2 separate regions of the Mus musculus genome follow, and region 2 is linked to region 1. The links are chromatin contacts, called in public Hi-C maps. All regions are on one chromosome and are shown on one strand. Each heading gives the region's core, a stretch centred on a gene start, on an enhancer-like site or on the middle of the called end of the contact. The rest is flanking DNA. Distances are from core to core; before and after follow the strand shown.

Region 1 (7,261 bases), core at 607-3,106:
CAACTGGGTCCCCTTAAGTCTTACTCTGTGAGCTGGGAGATGGGAAGAGAGCCAAGGGGAGCCATTTCTGGGGAGAATCTGTAGAATTTGGCAGCTGTATGATGTGAGGAGCGCCAGAGAGACACTGAGTAAATCCAAAGCTGGACTTGCCATCACTTCTTAGAGGCAATGACAACCTGAAAGGTTTAGATATCTTCTAAGATTGCTTTGGATCGTCTATCACAGATTCTTCATTCCACTCAGAGCATATTGAATCAGGAGACGTAATGGCTCCTCCAAACTCACCTTCTTGTTCAGAGTCCCGCAGTGAGCAGACGAACAAGTGAATCTGTGTCACAGAGAGATGACCAGATGATCGTTAGGGCTGTTGGGGATAAAATGAGTATTTAGAGGGCACAGGAAGGAACGGGAAAGGCCTCCCTAGTAATAGGATGGCGTTTGAGGAAAGTTGAAGGCAGAGAAGGAGTCTGATGAATAAGGAAATGGGTTTGGCAGGGGAGTATGCAACTGTCAATATCCCGGCTCAGCCAGGCAAATCACTCAAGATTCAGCAAAGAGGCAGTGTAAAAGGTAGAGGGGACAGGCTGAGAGAGGAGCCGCTGCTTCGTCCCAGGTGCCGGTGGAAAGGGTATGTGATATATATGGTAGGAGAGCCAGACAGAGATGAGCAAACCGGCTAAGATTCCTCATGCAAATTAAAGCAGGCGCCCTTCCCTATTGTCCTGAAATTCCTGCAGGAAGTATGCAGATTAGCAACCTCTATACCTCGGCTGCATGAGATATTTAATAACTAATTCATAAGCTAATTGCTTCTGCCAGAATTCTGTCAGGTTGCCGATTGTATCGCTGCAAAGATGAAAGGGCAGGCAGGCTCTTGGCTGTGGTGTTAGGTGACTGCAAGTGAACAGATTTTAAAAGCCCTAAGCTTCTTGCAGTGCTCTGCCAGGCATCCTGCCTGCTGGTCAGTCCCAGCCCTTGCTCTCCTCTGACCCCAGGCTGGTTCCAAGTCCTATGGGGTAGGGCTCAGGACAGATTCTCTTTTCTCTTTCACAGTTCTGACTTTGAATCTTGCACAGACTGCAAAGGCCAGGCTATATTTGCTTCAGGAGATAGCTGTGCTCTTGCCTCCTCCTGGGGTGGTACCCTCCAGAGGCAGACCGATTCCCATTTGACTTGGGGAGTTGGCTTTATCTGCTTGTTCCAGGCAGACTTAACTTCCTGACCATGTCTTCTCTTGCCTCACCAACATACCTTAATCTACCCTTTCCAGTAACTCTGAGTACTGGCTGGGAATATCAAGCCCCAGTCCTCTTCACTATCAAAAGGGCAGGGATGTGCAACCCTCCCTCACTGTATACCGAGAGCCTCCTGTTTTCACATTTAGCCAGGATCCTCATTCCCTGGTCTCTCCCTGTCCTCCAGTTAGAGAATCGTGCATTTGATTCTTTTTGGAAGCCTAAGCTTCCCGTAGAAGAAGTAGATTACCTCATCCCCTCTCAGCACAGCTAGCTACTGCTTAAACCAGAGTATCTGTCTCACTAGGTGAGCCTGAGTCTACCAGGATCTGGAGTTAGGACAGGGCCAGCTCTCCAGAGAGCAAATTACAAGTACATTTAGGTGAGCACTGGTTCCCAGAGTGTGCAAGCCCCTCTTGCTGGTTTGCATGAAGTGGCTTTATCACCAGATTGCCATGAGATCTTGATGTCAGCAGAGGAGAACTGACTGTGCTCCTAACACAGTCAAAAGAGTTACATGAAGTCTCTTGCTTTTGCCCTGGGAGCTATAGGGCATCATATGTCTTTGTGAACTGTGCAGAAGGTAGGCATGAGCCTCCTCCCACTGCTAAGAGGTAAGGCTGGGAGTCCAGTTCCCAGGGAGCTTGGGTTAGAAGACCATCCTCTCCCCATGGGCTTTCCTGCCTACCCTATGCTTAATAACTTTGTTTTTTTCTTCGGAAATTAGAATCAAGAGTGATACCAACTAGGAAAGAAGCTAAGCTACTTGGACAAAGACATTCCAGAATTCGATGACTTAAGCAAAAAATGTATTTTCTGTCACCGAATAATCCAGAGGTTTGGGGCAGGAGATGTCTCTGGTTCATGGTGACTACTGTAACTAGCCTGCTGCAGAGGGAAGGGAGCCAGCGGTCAAAATCCCACAGACCTGTGTGTTTCAAAAGCACTGCAGGGTGGACAAACATCACTTTTGTGGGATGACAGACACACACAGCTGAGAGATGGAGACAAATGGAGCCTCTTCCTGGGCATCCAGCTGCTTACCCATAGTCAGGAGGAGTCAGTAGTCACCGGGACTCAAATACTGGGAGAATGAGGAGGAGCTAAACAAGCCTTTAGAGGACAGAGACGGAAGGCCATGTTATATGTCTTACAATGAAATGGATCTGTCCTGAACCAAATAATTACTATGTATAAAACTCCTCTGTTGCTATTAATGAGGGACTATGACATCCAGCCCCAAATCTAAATCCTTGTCTTTATTTTAATTTTATTCTCCCTAGAACACGTTGATAGTGTTACAGCTCCATCAGACGGCAGACTACGCAGCTCTTGACCCCTTAATGATTTCAATCCCCTTCAAAGATGTCAGGAACTGAGGGATAACTGCTGTTTCTAGCATATTTTAGGGAATCCTGCTGGATTACTCTTGCCAACACAACATGGCAATACAACAGAACTAAAGCAAGGTATTGCTTTTTTGGCTAGACCCAGAAAAAAAGATCCCTCAATCTATGAGGGATTCTTAAACTATGAGAAACTATCCTTAGACTATGAGAATTCTTAAAGACATTCAAGAGCCCAGTAAAAGGCCATCTGCTGATGGGTCACAGCATTTATGTCAATATGCATTGCATGGCCGTTTGCTGCATGCCAGAGCCACTAGATACCCAACCTGAGAATCAGATGAGCTTTCCAGATGATGACATCTTGCTCTGCGGGGGTGGAGTTTGCCTTCTGGTCCACAGAGGTACCTTCCAGAGGAGCCAAGGACAGGTCTAACCATCTGTGACCATCAAAGCTTCTTGATTCTGCCTGAAGCATTGACTGAGGAGGCTTGTTGTTCACAGAACCTAGTTCTACTTAGCCTCTGAGTCACACATGAGTACGTACACTCATTCCCCAAGACTTCTAGAAACGTGTGTGGTTTCCTACCTCAAAGACCCCCTTGCTCTCAAAGCTTAAATCGAGCAGCTGAATGGCTCAGCCCTTGTATATTTACTGATTGTGTGAAGCCTACTGTTCATGACCAAGAACACTATGGGCCTTTTAGGCTGACGTGTTATTTGGTGCAGGGTAGATCCATTTATTGAAATCCTCTGGCTATTGTGAGCCCATGGGAAAATTCCTGTCCTAATAGTTAATTTCCTACAGTCATGTCATAACTTGCTAGGTTTTGCCCTGTGCATGCTGCCAAAGCCTCGCTTCTCAATGGAGCCTCAATCAAAGCTCCCTTCCCTCCAAAAACCATGAACTACTTTCAAACACACATCTCTTCTATTTCCTCACCTCAAGTCATTACCATGCTCAGCTCTTGGCCTTTTACATTTATTTCTGAGCATGTTCATTGAAGTAGCAATTTGCCTAGAGAGTATCACCCCGACCTGATTTCAGAGCAGATGGACCACATCATGAGAGCCCAGTAGCTTACACAGCTCACACTGGCCATGAGTGTGATGGGGGAGATGACAGAGAGAAGATCTCAGGGCAGGCTCCGCTGTTCTGTCTCAGGTCAGGATGACTCCTACACTAAGACAACAGCTGGGTCAATTAAACCCAGTTGTATGTGCGTGTATGATTGGACCACTTGGGTTCCTCATGCCTCATTAGTTTATAGTCGCACAGAGGCTGTTCTATGCAGCTGTCTCTTGCCTAGTAAAACTGCACTGAGGTGTCCCATCAGTCCATGCCTAACTGACCGTTGGCAGTGCTCTGAGCAGGGTACTAACCACAATTGGGATTATTTTTAATTTATTTATCACTTACAAATAGTTTTCTTATTAATATGCCTGCTCAATTTCTCTTATTAAAAACATCACATATTTCATCTGAGTTCAGACATGGCCACCACTATACAAGACAAACAAAATCAAGTAGGTGACCCCACCACCCACCATTTCCTTGGCTTCCCCTGACATGGCTTTACCATTCCAGTGTTAGAAATGTCAAAGCATAAACGAAGATATAATAAAGCTCTATGTTGTATGACTTCCCCTATCTTCTGTGGTTTATGTAGAGCAGAAAGCAGACATTAAAGATTTTGATGTAGGCTTTGTGGTTTTCTCTCTACTTTTCTGTTACATCAGTGGTTCTCTACCCTGATTGAATGTCCTGAGGATGTGTTTAAAAATAATGATACCCACCCCCTACCTGGACTCAAGGATTAAAGGCCCTGAGGGATGGAGCTCAAATATGAGTTACCTTTAAAAGCCACTTGTGAGCTGGGGAGAGGATTCAGTGAGGCACTAGGCACTGAGCACGAGGGCCTGAGTTCACATCCTCAGATCCTACAGAAAAGCCGGGCATGGTAGTGCATATCTGTAACCTTAGCACCCAGAAAGCACACACGCAAATCCCTGCGACTTGACGCGTAGACAGTAGGGCCAATCAGTGAGCCTCAGGTTCATGGGGGAAACGTTGTTCTGAAAAATGAAAAGAGCCTGGAGAAATGTCTCAGCAGTTAAAAGGACACACTGTTGTTCCAGAGTACCTGGGTTTGGTTCCCAGTACCCACATGGCAGCTGACAACTATTCCTAATTCCAGGTCCAAAGGACCCGATGCCCTCTTTTGGCCTCCAGAGAAACTGTACACATGTAGTGCACAGTCGCATACAGGCAAAACATCCATAGGCATAAAATAGCAATAGATAATTTTTCTTTGAAAATTGAAAACAACTGAGGAAGATATACCACATTGATCTCTGTGCCCCACATACAGCTCACGCACACACAAAGGTTGTTTTTAATACCGTATATTAATCCACTTTCTGTTAGACTTTAACAAGTAACTGAAGCTAGTAGTATATTAGCTTGCAGTTTAGAAGAATAGAAATCCAAGACTATGTGACTCTATCTCCTCAGTTTGGCAAGGACTTTACTGACAGAATCACAGCATGGTGGGTGGTAAAATGTAAAGAGCATGCATGAAAGGCAGAGAGGCTGTTGGTGAGACAGGGACCAGAGAGCAAGGAGGGCCCAGTCACGTTCTTTTTGTAACAATGTGCTCTTACAAAAGCTGATTCCATAAGACCAGCATGAATCTCTACCAAGCATTGCATCTCTAGTAATCTAATCTCATAGCAGAATTCAGCTCTTAAAGGTTCCCCACTTTCTAATACCACTACATGGAGGATCGAGCTTCCAATGTGTGAACATTTAGGAAATCACACTTATCCTTGTTAATTCCCGTCTGTTTAAAACAAACTAGATTCATTTGAGAAGAGAGTCGTGGTTGTGGAAATGCCCTACTAGATTGGCCTGGGGCAAACCTGTGCATCATATTCTTGTTTAATATAATAGATGTGGGAAGGCCCAGTTCTCTGAGGATTGGTGCCATCTTGGGTCCTGGGGTCCTGGGTAGTATCAGAAAACCAATTGAGGAAGCAATGAGGATCAAGCCAGTAAGCCATGTGTCTCTATGGCCTCTGCTAAGTCCCCACCTCCAAGGTCCTGCCCTGGCTTCTCTTGATAATGTGCTGTGATCTACGAGGTGAAAACCAAACCTTTCCTCACCATGCTGCTTCAGGTCATGGTGTTCTGTCACAGATAAAGATCCGAACCAAGATAAGACTCAAACTATAGCATGTCATTCTGAGGTTCTGATTACTGGCTTTTGTGGTATGTGTGTGTGTGTGTGTGTGTGTGTGTGTGTTATCTGTGTGTGTTGTGTTTCTATACACACACACACAAACTTATATGAAGAAAACTCCCTCCCTTAAACCAATATATTTATTGAATAATAGATTTGACAAAAATGATTATATTTTGAAAGTGGGGACATATATGCTCATATGTGTTTCAGGATTTGTAACAGGCACATGGCAGAAGCCAGCTTGAGGCCAGAGGATGGAGAATCCCCAGTGAGAGAGTGAGGTCCTTTGAGAGGGACTCCTCAGAAGTCATGCTTTACTAACGCTGGGCTCTTCATTCCAAGATGCACCTATTCCTAGCTTGGGCTTTCCGAGGAAGCAGACATTAGTGTGCCTGGGTTAGTAAGGTCACAGACTGGGTAGGGTAAACAGCAAGAGCTTCGTTTCTCCCCATTTGAAAGCTGGAAGTTCAAGGTGCAGGAGTTGTCAGGGTTGGGTTGCTGTGAGGGGATCACCTGTCCAAGCCTCTCTCCTTGTCTTGTAAATGGCTGTCTTCATATCCACATGCTGGTTTTGTGGAGGATCTATCCTCTGACGTTTCTTTCCCCTGACACTGGCCACACTGACTCAGAGGCCACCTTAAGAACCTCTTGCCATCTAACCGCACTGCTTGGACCCTGTTTCCAGAGAAGGGACCATTTTGCAGTACTGAGAGTTGAGATTTCAACATGTGATTTAAAATCAGGGGAAACACAGTTTATCTCACACTGAGATGCTGTGGAGGAACTCAGAAGCAGGGAATTAGAGAGGTTCCCATCCCCCCACCCAGCACAACTGCTGTGGACAGGGCATGACAGGACCCCCATACTGGGGTGTCGAAGGCAAACATTGGTTGCATCACCCAACATCCCTTTAAGAAGGCAATTTTTCCAAAGATACTTTCCTCCGCCTCCTTCCCTGACCTGGACCAGGCTTTCTCTAATGTGTGGGCCTTCTGGGGGAATTGGAAAAAATGACAGGGTTAATATGGGTCTCTTGTCATACTGCCAGATACATAGTTTAACCAGCAGGTTAGTGACTGAAAACACCTTCAATGGGATTAAAAGCCTTCAAGCCTTTCAAGCAACAGCTACCTGCTGTGACAGCCAGTAGGGGACTGTGCTTTCAGACAAACCTTAGTGCTGACAAGTGAGTAACCGGCCTCTTCCAGCATCCAATTAAAAAAGGCTAAACTTCTAAAAAGAAAAGGTATACAGAGACCAAGAATCTAATCGGTAGTGATAGGTGCTGAAGGATTGTGTTCACCAGACACTGTGTGAGTGGCTGGGGGCTATCAGGTACTGTTCTAGATGCATATTAGGGGGAAACAAAGGTGTGTACATGTACGCACACACATACACACACACACACACACCCCTTTTCTTGAAGTTCACATTC
Region 2 (6,891 bases), core at 2,714-5,213, 130 kb after region 1:
TCAAGAATGAAAGAAAAATGGCACGGCAGGTGTGCTGTACTGAAGGATACAGCTCAAACGTCATCTCGTACCCAAGTGACTCCCCTAGCCCTATAGGTCTGATTCTCCTGTAATCCCCTCCTTATTTATGCTGTGTTTAATCTTCCCTGTCGGTCCTGTCCTTTGCAGTCAGATACTTCTGGAGACTACAGAACCGTGCTCTTGAAGATCTGTGGAGAAGATGATTGAAGAAGATGGCTCCCAATGGCTGCCTGCCCTGATGGTGGACCGCCTCAAAATCTCTGCACACTGCTTTCATGCAGCACTCTAAAGTGCAAGCAAATGCAAGACAGAACCTGTCTGCCTGATAGGCATTGGCATCGTTCAGTGCAATGGCAAAAATGAACTTGATTTTATTTCAGACCATCTCATTCATGATAAGGGAAATTCAATCTAGAATTAAAGACCTACTAATGATTTTCTGTTTGGCTTAGGAAGTTGGAATCTGTGTAGTTCAAAACCATTAAACATAAATCAGGATACTAAAGATGGCTGCCTTTCCTAATTGTAATTTGTGTATTTGTTTTCAGTATCTACTAATACTGTATGTTGCCTGGTGCCAACAAATATTTCAAAATACATTTGTTGTAAATGCTCTGGGTGCTTCTGTTACTTGATTAGTGTGGTCTAAAAAGCTAGTCATAAAATGTCATGGTGCTGCTCACCTACAAGCCCAACATTTAGGAGGTGGAGACCGGAGGATCAATAGTTTGAGCCATCCTTGTGTAGGTGCAGGAGATATAAACAAGTCCATTAACAGTTTATTGCAGTTGAGGCTTGGGCTCCGAGAAGGAGAATGGTGCCTGGTGAATTTATGTTAGGGAAATGAGGTAGTGCTGTCCTTATTGATGTTCAGCAGGTGCTAGAATCTGGCAGGGAAAAAACAACAACAAAAGGACTGCTGGCAGATACTTCCACTATTCCACAGGATTTCTGTCTGCCAGGAAGAGCCACTTCTGTATCTCTCCTTCCTCTGGCGGATGAGGCATTAGGCTGATTGTTAATATGTACCCATGGTGCATGCTAACCTCCAGACTTCCCCAGTTCGTTCCAGGCTGCTCCAGTTCAGAGGGTTCCCTTCCCCACCTGCAACTACTGTTTTTCTGCCTAACCCATAAAAGGTTTTCCTGCTCCTGCTCCTGCTCCTGCTCCTGCTCCTGCTCCTGCTCCTGCTCCTGCTCCTGCTCCTGCTCCTGCTCCTGCTCCTGCTCCTGCTCCTCCTCCTCCTCCTGCTCCTGCTCCTGCTCCTCCTCCTGCTCCTCCTCCTGCTCCTGCTCCTGCTCCTCCTCCTGCTCCTGCTCCTGCTCCTCCTCCTGCTCCTACTCCTCCTCCTGCTCCTGCTCCTCCTCCTGCTCCTGCTCCTGCTCCTCCTCCTCCTGCTCCTCCTCCTGCTCCTGCTCCTCCTCCTGCTCCTGCTCCTGCTCCTCCTCCTGCTCCTGCTCCTGCTCCTCCTCCTGCTCCTACTCCTCCTCCTGCTCCTGCTCCTACTCCTACTCCTGCTCCTGCTCCTCCTCCTCCTGCTCCTCCTCCTGCTCCTGCTCCTGCTCCTGCTCCTCCTCCTCCTGCTCCTCCTCCTGCTCCTGCTCCTCCTCCTCCTCCTGCTCCTGCTCCTCCTCCTGCTCCTGCTCCTGCTCCTGCTCCTCCTCCTGCTCCTGCTCCTCCTCCTCCTGCTCCTCCTCCTGCTCCTGCTCCTCCTCCTCCTCCTGCTCCTCCTCCTGCTCCTGCTCCTCCTCCTCCTGCTCCTCCTCCTATTCCTGCTCCTCCTCCTCCTTCTTCTCCTCCTCGTGCTCCTGCTCCTCCTCCTCCTCCTGCTCCTGGTCCTCCTCCTCCTCCTCCTCCTGCTCCTCCTCCTGCTCCTCCTCCTCCTCCTGGTCCTGCTCCTCCTCCTGCTCCTGCTCCTCCTCCTCCTCCTGCTCCTGCTCCTGCTCCTGCTCCTGCTGCTCCTCCTCCTCCTGCCCCTGCCCCTGCCCCTGCTCCTGCTCCTCCTCTTCCTCCTGCCCCTGCCCCTGCTCCTGCTCCTCCTCTTCCTCCTGCCCCTGCCCCTGCCCCTGCCCCTGCCCCTGCCCCTGCCCCTGCCCCTGCCCCTGCTCCTGCTCCTGCTCCTCCTCCTGCTCCTGCTCCTGCTCCTCCTCCTCCTGCTCCTGCTCCTGCTCCTGCTCCTGCTCCCTCTCCTCTCTCTGCTCCCTCTCCTCTCTCAGCTCCCAAGAGCAGTAGTCCTGGCCTTTGACAGTCTGCCCTTCTCCTCTCTGCCCCAGAGACTATTGCCCCAGAGACCATGGCTATTTTGGAAGTTCACAAAGGCTCTGGATATTCTCTCTCTCATATCTACAAAAGTATAAAAAAAAATCTATAAAAACTTTCCACCCATGGATCAGTCAGTTTGTCAGCTCTCTGTGCCTTTGCTTACATGCCCCCACCCCCACCCCAGATTTCAGCACACAATCAAGAAATCACTGAGATGATCACTCCACGAATGGGGAGGTTTTTATTAACACTAAAAGAGAGATAACAGTCAGAAGCACCTGTACGAGTCCAGAGCAGAGAGAATAAGAGGAAGGACTGACCATGGCCAGAGCTAGAGAAGTGGGCATGAAAAATAGTGTGGGTTACAAAGAGCACAAGTAGCCTAGGGGAAGGAATCTGTGAACTGAAACAGCCTGGATGTTCAGAGCAGAGGAGGAGGTTTGAAGGGCCAAGATGCTGGTGTGGGCTTTGAAATGCATAACAGGTACAAGTGAATAGGGACCAAAGGAGCCTCAAGGCAAATGTGGGCTTTTGATATGTAACCAGAGGTATAAACCAAGGGAAGTGGCCCTTTCTGACAGGCTCCTGAGGAATGCTTGGGCCTGACACCCACAATAAAGAGACACAAGGACACCTGCCTCTGCACTTTACCTAACTGCTAGTGCAGTTAGAGCTCCCCTTCCCACCTTTTCAAGCATAGATGCCTCAGGCCTTTGAGGAGGACAAACAGAGAGGGCACCAGAATATTGCAATTCCCCTTTTCATGGTGGCACTCCCTTCCCCCTAACATCCCCCTGCCCCCCCCCCCCACTGGGGGGGGAGCAGCAGATGCCAGTTTTGGGGACAGACAGAAAACAGCATACCTTAGCCTCCCTGTCACCAAGGCTAACACTCTCCTTGATAGATAACCAACATTTTTCCAGTGCAGATCGCTCCTGTCCTTGAAGAAAACAAGGACTAAACATCCTTGAAATGATAAGAGGCCTGCGCTTGGACCAAGACACAAGGGCAATTAAGTGTTCCCAGACAGCTGTGACCACTTTGTAAAAATACACTAGCTCCCGATAGCACCACAAAGTTACTTCCCAGGTCAGGAAGGTCCCCTTCCAGCTACACAGTTCTGCCCTGCTGTCTGAACAAATGTTACCAGGTTTGAAGGATGGTTTTTCCCTTGTCACCTCCTCAGTCATGGAACCCCAAAGTTTGGGGATTCCCGGCATATATATGTACACACACACACACACACACACACACACACACACACACACACACACACACCAAGCCCCTGGTTCGGCCATTGTATCCCTAACCTGCACAGTGGGAAAGTCTTTCTATCTGGGTCTGACTTATAAAATAAAGACTCTCTTTGTTTTTACATTGGACTTGCAATTCCTGGCGTTCTCCGGGGGTTCCCAAGAACTGGGCATAACAACAAGATTGTTTTATAATGAAATGAAATATTTAAAAGTGTGTTCATGGGGATGGAGAGATGGTTTACCAGTTAAGGATGCTTGCTCATCCAGTGAACCTGAATTAAAGTCCTAGCACCCATATTAGGCGGCCCATCAATCTGGGTTCCCAAGCCAAATGAGGGGTGGTAGAACACTGCCTATACCCCCAGACAGCTCCGAGAGAGCACAGCAGGAATAGGACTGCTCCCTACCCAAATCAGGCTTGGGCCTACTTAACTCCATAGAGACAAAGGCCACTTCATAATAATGCCAGTTAAACTTCTGTTTTCCCACTAGAGAACTGGCTTCTGAGAAATTATGTGAAGGGCAGTCTGCTAATCTTGCTGATAAGATTGGAAGGTTCCACCCCTCTGCAACACTTCCTCCCTTGTCCTTCCCCCTAAAGCTATATAACCTGACCCCTCTATTTCAATAAACAAGCTGTCCTCTGAAATAGTCTCCCGGGTGGTTTATATCCACCATACTCATTGCTGCCTGAGACCCTGTTCCTGAACGCCTCCAAATCCTGAGACTGCCAGTGCACAAAAGCTGATGGGGGCAAGAGACCTACATCTGGTGCCTGAACAGGAACACTCCAGGATGTGTGGAAGAGAGTGAGTACCCTCCCTGTCCCCCTCCCCTCAGCGGCTTCCGCATCTTGCTTCGCCATCCTACCTTGAGGATCTGCTTCCTTGCTCCTCTGCTTTGATTTGACCCACCTTCAAGCACCAATTTTGAAGTGAAAACTATCATTGTTTGAATGGGTCTACCCCCACTCACCCCTGAATTGACTGAAGGCTCTTAGTCCTCTGGTCGGACCCTGACAACCCTTCGGCGACAGCAAAAATCACCCCTCTAAAGCTCTGAAAGCACCTGGTAATGCAACAACCAGGTAAAAGTCTTTAGGATACTCGGCAGTTTTCTTAAATGTGTGGGTAGGCTAACACCCCAGTTTCAGTGGAATTCCCTGGAACTCTTGCAGTTTGGAGAGCGTCCCCATTTGACTGAGCACTTCCATTCTTTTCTGTCATGGGAAAGTCTGCTTCTCACCAGAAGGAAGCCCTTCTGTAACATCTTCACAGGAGCACAGCAGGTTTGCCCAACCTCTAGGGAATTTTGATCAAGTACTCCTTTGTGTCCTTCAGGCCTGGGATCACATAACCTCCCCTCCCCCAACTTCTGAATCCCGAAATGGAGATTTCTTGCTTCTCTTCCTCCAGCAAAACCCCAAAGAACCCTTCTCTGACTTTGCTCTTCGAACAAAAAATGAGCCTAGGACACAAAATTCCTGATCCCTGTGGCTAGAGAAACCATCGTTAAAGGCATGGCCTTGCAACACTGGCTAGCTTGTTAGGGGTTGAAAAATGAACGTTATGATAAATGGATAGTTACCACTCAAGACATTAGGATGGTTTCTCATAAAGTTACTCCCTTCACCCAGGCCTCTGAGGTGACCTTTAAAACAAAAGGAAAAAAGTTTTAAATTTGGAAAGGCGAGACTCTGGAAGGACAAATATTCTAACTCTGGCTCATCTAAGGGCTTGGAAACCACCCCTCCTAAAACCAAGTGTCCCTGATGCTGTAAAGAATTCCACTGGGGACTGGAGAGATGGCTCAGTGGTTAAGAGCACTGACTGCTCTTCCAGAGGTTCTGAGTTCAATTCCCAGCAACCACATGGTAACTCACAACCATCTGTAATGGGATCCAATGCCCTCTTCTGGTGTGTGTCTGAAGATGGCTACAGTGTACTCATATAAATAAAATAAGTAAATCTTTTTTTTTTTTTTACAAAGGATTCCATTGGAGAAAGAATTGCCATTCTACATATGATAAAGATGTTTAGCCCCTCAATCCTTTAAATGCCAAAAGGGGAAATCTTCGACCCCAAAAATAAAAGGAAAAACCTACAAAATCTTGTGGGTCACTAACATTTTGGAAGGCTCACACCCCAAACTCAATATAAATATTGCAGAAAACCATTTAAATGCCTAATTGACACCGGAGCAGATAGAATTATTTTGAAGCAATCTGATGTCCCTCAGCATTGGGAATGGATCCCTGGGCACAACTAATGGGCACAAGAGGCTCCTCCCAGGCATACACCACAAAAGAGGCCTTCAAAGGGGAGGATCCAGATGGTGGTGTTGGCCTTATCAGACCTCTTATCTCAGACATGGCCACCAATGTGTTAGGGAGAGAAGCTTTAGATATGGTCCTTATCAGTAACATGGAAAGTGAATGCATCCAGATAGAGGAATATGACAAACATCCTTCCAGGGAATTCTAAGAGCCACTGTCAGATTTGAGACTCCCTGCCTCAACTGGGTCTCAGATGAGCTTGTCTGGGATGAACAATGGCCTTTACCAGGGAGAAATTAGAAGTTCTTACTCAGCTCATTAAAGAACAACTACAATATCCATCCTTTCCTTGGCTGATGGAATTTCCCCATCTTTGCAATTAAAAAGAGTTCTATGAGATGGGAGCTATTACAAGACCTTTGGGCCATCAACATGACTATGCAGACTTGGGGATCCCCATGGAGGGGTCTTTCCCTTGTCTCTGCAATCCTGGCCAATACTCTACTATTGGCCATTGGTATTAGAGATTGTTTTCTTCTCTATCCCTGTACATCCCAAAGATTGTCAACATTTCACATTTTCAGTTCCCCAAATTAACAACTCTGGCTCAGCTTCCTGATATGAATGATGTAGGCACGATGTTTCTGTGCACTGGGTAAAAGTTATCCTTGTATTATTCAAATACTGATTTCTCTGTCCCCTTGTTTCAATCTGGGCATGGCATTGTAATACTTAAGTCAAGAATCTCCTATGTCAAGTTTGTATAAACAATGTTTATCATTTATTCGTGTCAATAAAAGCGATTACCCAGTGGCTGGGCAGAAGATAGAATATGGTGGAACTCCCACCAGCCAGAGGAGGGAGGGAGGGAGGGAGGGAGGGAGGGAGGGAGGGAAGGAGGGAGGGAGAGAGAAGAGTAAGACAGATTGAGCCACAAGGAGGGAGGAGAGGTGATTTTAGCTGGAGCATGAAAGGCCCTACATGAAATTATTACAGGGATTTTGGCCAGGAAGTAGCCAGATTACCTTAGAATAATGAGGTGGATCAATGACTGCCTAGGTATTTCAGTGAAGCTTG

What was found. A called contact is a pair of places that touch in the nucleus more often than the background predicts.
Region 2: a Hi-C map of the G1E-ER4 cell line shows a contact between it and region 1, with 1.7 times the contacts expected there. The contact joins two enhancer-like sites. A contact is called at or near these places in 2 of 484 Hi-C or Micro-C datasets (both in the G1E-ER4 cell line) and 1 of 9 other capture datasets (adipose tissue).

The regions. Positions count from the first base shown.
Region 1 is chr5:96,715,660-96,722,920 of GRCm38.p6, forward strand. The region is part of intron 47 of Fras1 (Fraser extracellular matrix complex subunit 1); the gene reads left to right. Among named protein-coding and RNA genes, the nearest start is that of Gm52781, 12 kb to the left of the region's middle. Within about 2 kb of position 1,857, at least 5 of the 459 cell types and tissues checked have an H3K27ac peak or open chromatin away from gene starts, as enhancers often do. A contact at or near this core is called in the G1E-ER4 cell line, where this site is marked.
Region 2 is chr5:96,845,333-96,852,223 of GRCm38.p6, forward strand. It overlaps Anxa3 (annexin A3), which reads left to right. Exons shown (of 13, transcript NM_013470.2): 13 at 169-636. The coding sequence ends at 228. Among named protein-coding and RNA genes, the nearest start is that of Gm33100, 31 kb to the right of the region's middle. Within about 2 kb of position 3,964, at least 11 of the 459 cell types and tissues checked have an H3K27ac peak or open chromatin away from gene starts, as enhancers often do. A contact at or near this core is called in the G1E-ER4 cell line, where this site is marked.